Linked DNA regions of Mus musculus: region 1 is linked to region 2. Evidence: chromatin contacts called from public Hi-C data. All regions are on one chromosome and are shown on one strand. Each heading gives the region's core, a stretch centred on a gene start, on an enhancer-like site or on the middle of the called end of the contact. The rest is flanking DNA. Distances are from core to core; before and after follow the strand shown.

Region 1 (3,158 bases), core at 132-2,631, 130 kb after region 2:
TGATCTTGCAGGTGACAGGACCAGATCTCTTACCTAGTCATTTCCAATTATTAATGAAATTTAGAGTCATGAAACATTGGACCCAGGACATCACACATACTAAGCAAACGATCTACCCATGAGCTATATCTCTAGGTCTCTTTTTACTTTTAATTTTGAGGTAGGCTCTCACTAAACCACATAGGCAAGCCTTGAATTTGCCATAAACAGGCAATTCTCCTGCCTTGTTTTGCTGGGATCTCAAGCCTGTGCCATCAGGCTCAGCTCCATAGACTTTATTGAGATCATCCTCATTTTGCTGTTGTAGAAATGAAGCCCCTGCAGCTAATAATCCCAGGACTCTTGCCATTAGCAGTGGTGTCTTGCTGACCCACTATGTGTCAGATGCACAGTAGCAGCTCACTTTGTGCCACTCACTCAAGCTCCCCCTTTATCATCGTACTCAGAAATGGGTAGGATTTCCTGCCCTTGAAGTTTAGTGACTTTGTCTTTGTTGAAGGTCTGACCCACATTAACCCAGTGACTTTCCCTTCCCATTCACCATCCAAGACGACAATGATGCCCCCCCCCCACTTTGTCCCCATGTCTATTCCAACAGATCCTAGTGGAAACCTCTATCCACCGTTCACAGTTTTTAGCTTCCCAGCTCCTGCCTCCATAAGAGCTGAGGGAGCTCAGAGCAGACTGCTGAGGCAATTATATCATCCTGCTCATGGAAAGCTCAGCAGGCTGAAGCAGGGCACTGGGATATGTGCTCTGCATGTGCTATGTGGTGTGTGTGTGTGTGTGTGTGTGTGTGTGTGCACGCTCTCCCATGTGAGCGCTCGTGCGCGCGCGCATACACACACACACACACACACACACACACACACACACACACCACGAATATCAGAGCATCCACAGAGGCCAGGGATCAACTTCAGATGTCCTTCCTCAGGTACCATTCACCTCAGATTTTTTAAGAGTCTCTCCCGAGGTTAGAGCTTGCTAAGTAGGCTAGGCTAGCCAGTGAGCATCATGGGTTCCCCTGTCTCACTTTTCCCAGAGGTGGTTTTACAAGCCTGTTCCACCATGCTTGCCTTTCTATGTGGGTTCCAACCTGAGTCTTTGTGCTTTTGATGCAAGCTTTTTTCTGACTGAGCCATCTCCCTGGCCTAGGATACAGGGCTTTAATGGTCTACCTCAGTATTTAGCCCAGAACACTTCAGTCTCTTTTCCAGCTAGCAACTGGAGGTGGGGCAGACTCGTCAGCTAGGTGGCTTGGCACTTCTGGCCCAGGAAGTGCCCATCTGCCTGCACATGGCTCTGCTCCTTCAGTGCCTTACAGGGACTCACCATATGGCAAGACAGCAAACTCCAGCCATAAAACAAGCAATAAAACCCACAGCACAACCTGTCTGGATGAAATCTGGCAAGAGGACTCAGGCATGTAGCTAAGTCAACAGTATGGAACCAGGCTGCCCCACAGGGAGCTAAGCTCCTTCTTGGGCTAAGGGAGGCATGGGCAGCCTCAGTTGGAAGCAGGGGAGGTAGGGTTAAGCTTTTTAATATACAGATCCCAGGGTCCCCCTACTAAAAATAGTGCCTCGTTCTAGAATGTAGCTCAAACACCTGCATTTATTTATATAACAGTTCCAGGATGATGCAGAGTACAGCCACTTGAGAAACAATCTGCAGATCTAAGGGACATAAAATAAGTCTGACAGTTTGGGCTTTATAATTTAAGTTTAGCCCTGTGGTTTGGAGAGAGCTTCAGACTAGTGTACATGTGTCTTAGAGCCTGTGTTTCCCTATTGATAACAAGTACTAAATCCTCATTTTCTACAACAGTCAACTATCACTATGTCTGTCCAAAGAAATGAATGAGCTAATGAATGAATGATGCTGTCAAATGAATTACAGCATGAACCAGAGATTGCCCCCATAGGACCCAGCAGCCTCCACTGTGATTTGAGGACCAGTGACCCTAAATGATACCTAAAGCAGACTCTGGGAGAATTAAGGCTAACTTGGACAGGAATTGTCATGGCCCTTGTGGGTGTTCCTCAAGGCCAGTTCCTGTGCAAACAGAGAGGATGCTGGAAAAGGACTCCAAGCTGCCTGCTCTTTTCTTGACCCCAGGTGGTGTCCTTTCTAAAAGAGTGGGCCAGAAACCCTCTCCAGCATGGTGCCACAATGCTCAGAACAAATCCAGGTGTCCTGCCTCACTCCTGCTGACTGCTGTCTTGGGGCCCACCCCACTCTACTGTCTTTCATTCCTGCTTCCCTGCAGGATGCTTTGCAATATGCAGACTTCTCAAAGGATGCCCGGCAGCACACAGAGCTCAAGCAGACTGGATCCACAGCAAACAAGGGAGTCAGTTGAAAAGATTTCATGAGGCAGCAAGCCATGCCGCCCTTCTGCTTTTGTTTGTGAGGTTGTTGGCACAGTGACCCACCTAGTCCAAATCAGAAAAGGCACCAAGATGCCTAGAGACCTCTGTCCTAAGTCTGGCCCCTTCTTCATTGGGGGAAGGGCTCTGGGCAGTGCAAAGCCTGAAGGAATATACTTCTCACACATGTGTGAACATGCACTTACACACTCACACACGTGGATGCACACATGAACATGTACATATATGCACGCACACACAGATACACACTCACATACCAACTCTTGCAAGCAGCAGTTTGTGGGTTTCTGTGCTGTTCTTCATGAGGATGACAGAAAACTTTATCAAGATGAGGAGGAAGCTGGTGACCAAGGGACTTGAAAGGAACTCTCTGGAATGACTTAACTAAGTCAGGACACACCTCTATGCATACAGTGACACAAAACCCAGTGAACCAGGTGTGGTAGGACTCCCTCAATCTCATCGTAGTAAGGGGCTTTGACAGAATCATTCTACGGGGATAGCATTCAAACTTCTGTCTCCAACCTTGACCTTGTGATGGGCTTCCAACAATCTGTATCAGAGGCTTAATTGGGAGAGAGAGAGAGAAGCGAGGGACAGGCTAGCATTCTTTTCTGTGGATAGGAGCTGTGAGCCTCAGAAGTCATTTTTATTCAAGACAGAGAAACATGGTGTAAGTAATAATAAGCCCTGGGCCTGGAGCTCATAGAGTTACAGGAGCTTTCAAATTTGGAACCTCAATCGATGTTCCTTGCCCTGGCCCAT
Region 2 (2,837 bases), core at 60-2,559:
GCTATGTGTCTGGTCTACTAAATTATTCATTCTATAGACTTCACATTCAGTGCTTACAGAATGACAGGTCCAGGGCTAGGGTCATCTTCTATTGTGAAAAATAGAGATGGATAAGGCTACCAAAGTCCAAAGGATGCTATTGCACGGAGAAGAACGTATTTCAAGGGAAGCATTATCACACTGGGGAGAATGTTATTACATATGGCTGTGGGAACAGAGTGGAGAGGGCTCCCACACAGATGGAGGAAATGAGGGATGACTTTCAGAGCAGGTGATGGAGGAGTTACCTCCTGAGTTGGAGCTCCCCAAAGGACAGAGCTGAAGGTACGTGGGCAGATGGAGAGGGTTCTTTGATGCACTTCAATAGGCTGCTTTCCAAGGCACCTGCTCCTATTTCCAAATGTTCCAAAACATGGAAGTGTTTTTTTAAAAAGTAGAGGGGGAAAGGAGATGGATAATAAAAGTCAGAGATCACGGAGGGAGGGAAATGAGTGAAATCCACACTTTTTGTGCCCAACCTGTGGTGGTATGTTGTGTATCTGCTTAACCCCGTCAATATTCCAATCATTTCCATTGATAAAGAATTTTCTCCTACCACTTCTTTATAGTATTAAAGGGAATAGCCATTCATGTTCTCTATCCACGAGTTAGAGAGGGGCAGTTTCTCCCTTCAGACCACCCTTTTGCACCAGAGGCAAAACTCCCAATGGCCTACACTCATGCCAGGGCATTGAATGACATCCCTGGCAGAGTATATTAATGAAGCCTTTAACCAGTCTCTGAATTTGCTGAATCTTCATCTTCACTTGAAGCTAGACGAGGCTTGATTTTTAATTCACCTCACAGAGTCATAAAGCAAATCAGAAACATCAACTTCTGATAATCTTTCTGCAGGCTCTGCAAACCTGTGCCCTCGACATCAGCTGCTGAGCTGATGCTGGCCCAAGGGCAGCCTCCTTGCCACCCTCCCCTCCCCAGTGGAGGATGCTCCAACTAGGCTACAGAGCAGACTACACCAGAAGCTTTAAGAATAGTGATGCCCGCATCACCTCCCAGAGGAACTGATGTCACTGGGCTCTGGGCACAGAGTTTCTCAGAAACTGTCCGGCATTGTGGGCAGCTGGTCAGGGCACCCTTCCCCAAAGAGCATCCATCCCTAAAGTGCTCATGTGTCCTTTTGATGCTTGCCTGGTGTGATCTGCCTCTTTGTATTTCTAGGTTTTATTTGGGGTGGGTGGGGATCTCTGCAGCCTCAGGATCTCTGAGTCTCTCTCTCTCTCCTTGTTCATGTCTTGCTCTTCCCCCGCCTTCAGCTGTGCTGAATTCAGAGTGAGGAGGCAGCGCACAGCTTAGATGGGTGTGGCTGCCTACTTAGCAATGGCTTCCCTCTCAGGAAGAAGAATCATCAAAGGAATGCAAAGGCAATTTTGGAGACAGTAAATCCTTGGTTCAGATTTTAGCCTAGATCCTCACAGTCTCTAGAAACTCCGTGGGCCTCAGTCAGTTTCCAGTCTGTTGAGGGGGTTGGCATAGCTATTTATTTATGTCTGGGAAGCTCATCTAAAACCTAGTGACAATGCAGCACAAGCTGGTAAGCTCACTAGATGGATAAAAGCATATATACTATCAAGCCCGAGGACCTCAATTTGATCCCTAAGACCTGCTTGGCAAGAAGAGAAAAGCCACCCTTGAGAAGCATGCATGTGTTACAGGAGGCACAATCCCCATATACTCACACACATACATGTGTATAAATGAATAAATAAATGTAAAATCTTTTAACACGACACTACTTGTTGTTTATATTTTTAATTAAACTCTTCATTTTGCTTAAGAATCCAAAAGTTTGGCCTGACTCAGCAGGATTGTCCAATCTCTCCTCTGATCAATAGGGTACCCTGAAGGCTGTGGCACCATCAGAAACCTCCTTCAACTTCATGTCTGGTGTGTAGGCTGAACTCAGGGTTGGAACAACACATCTATATATTGACTTAAAACACTGAATGCGAGAAAAGGCTACATCTGTCTCACTCTAGCCTCTGAGGGTATGTAGACCCCTCCACTCCATTGTCTTCAAGGAAGTCACAAATGTCCTTTGGATTTAAGGGCTGAGAAAATAAGATTTTGAGAAGATCTGGTAGAGTTGGAATTATTGCAGCCACTTTGGAAGAATATAATCTTCCAACTGTGAATAGTAATATTCTACTATAAAATAGACTATTCTAATGATTAAAAATGCAACCTAGACTCTTCACCTAAACCAATTAGCTTATATTATTAACAAACTGTTTGCATTATCATATCACTGGCATCCCATAACAACTGTATAAAGCAGACATTATGGCTTCCTTTTACAGAACCAAATACTTGGTCTAGAAGACATCTTAGGCTATTTGTATAGTGAATTGCAAGCTGGGATTTTAAGTTCACTGTGGCTCTAAAGTACATGCAACCAGAATACTGTAGGAGTCATTTGGTAATTTCCAGGAGGTACACAATCACAACTAAGGTGAGGTTGGAGAGATCTTATAGGTCAAGTTTGAAGTGCTGCTAAATATGCTGCCCCTATACATAGGATGTCCCACAAGAAGGTGTGATCTAACCTATAGTCAGAAGAGCTAAGACAAGAAAGACAAGCTACCTCTAGATGGTGCTGTTACAATCACTACCAAGTAGACATTACTTGGTGCCATTCCCATCTCCTGCCCCTCCCTTCACCTGCCATTCCAGTTTTGTTGTTTTTGTTGTTGTTGTTTTGTTTTTCCTAGAAAGACCTCTGCAATGTATTTGCTCTAGTTTGGGATGAATCACAGTGCCTAGAACTGGGCATACTTTCC

What was found. Hi-C and Micro-C count contacts between places; a contact is called where the count stands out from the background.
Region 1: a contact with region 2 is called in a Hi-C map of cerebral cortex, with 1.8 times the contacts expected there. The contact joins two enhancer-like sites. A contact is called at or near these places in 2 of 484 Hi-C or Micro-C datasets (cerebral cortex and nephron progenitors) and 1 of 9 other capture datasets (embryonic stem cells).

Annotation. Positions count from the first base shown.
Region 1 is chr11:81,801,505-81,804,662 of GRCm38.p6, forward strand. It overlaps a transcript of Asic2 not described here. Among named protein-coding and RNA genes, the nearest start is that of 5530401A14Rik, 58 kb to the right of the region's middle. Within about 2 kb of position 1,382, at least 14 of the 459 cell types and tissues checked have an H3K27ac peak or open chromatin away from gene starts, as enhancers often do. A contact at or near this core is called in cerebral cortex, where this site is marked.
Region 2 is chr11:81,669,267-81,672,103 of GRCm38.p6, forward strand. It overlaps a transcript of Asic2 not described here. Among named protein-coding and RNA genes, the nearest start is that of Gm11418, 83 kb to the left of the region's middle. Within about 2 kb of position 1,310, at least 7 of the 459 cell types and tissues checked have an H3K27ac peak or open chromatin away from gene starts, as enhancers often do. A contact at or near this core is called in cerebral cortex, where this site is marked.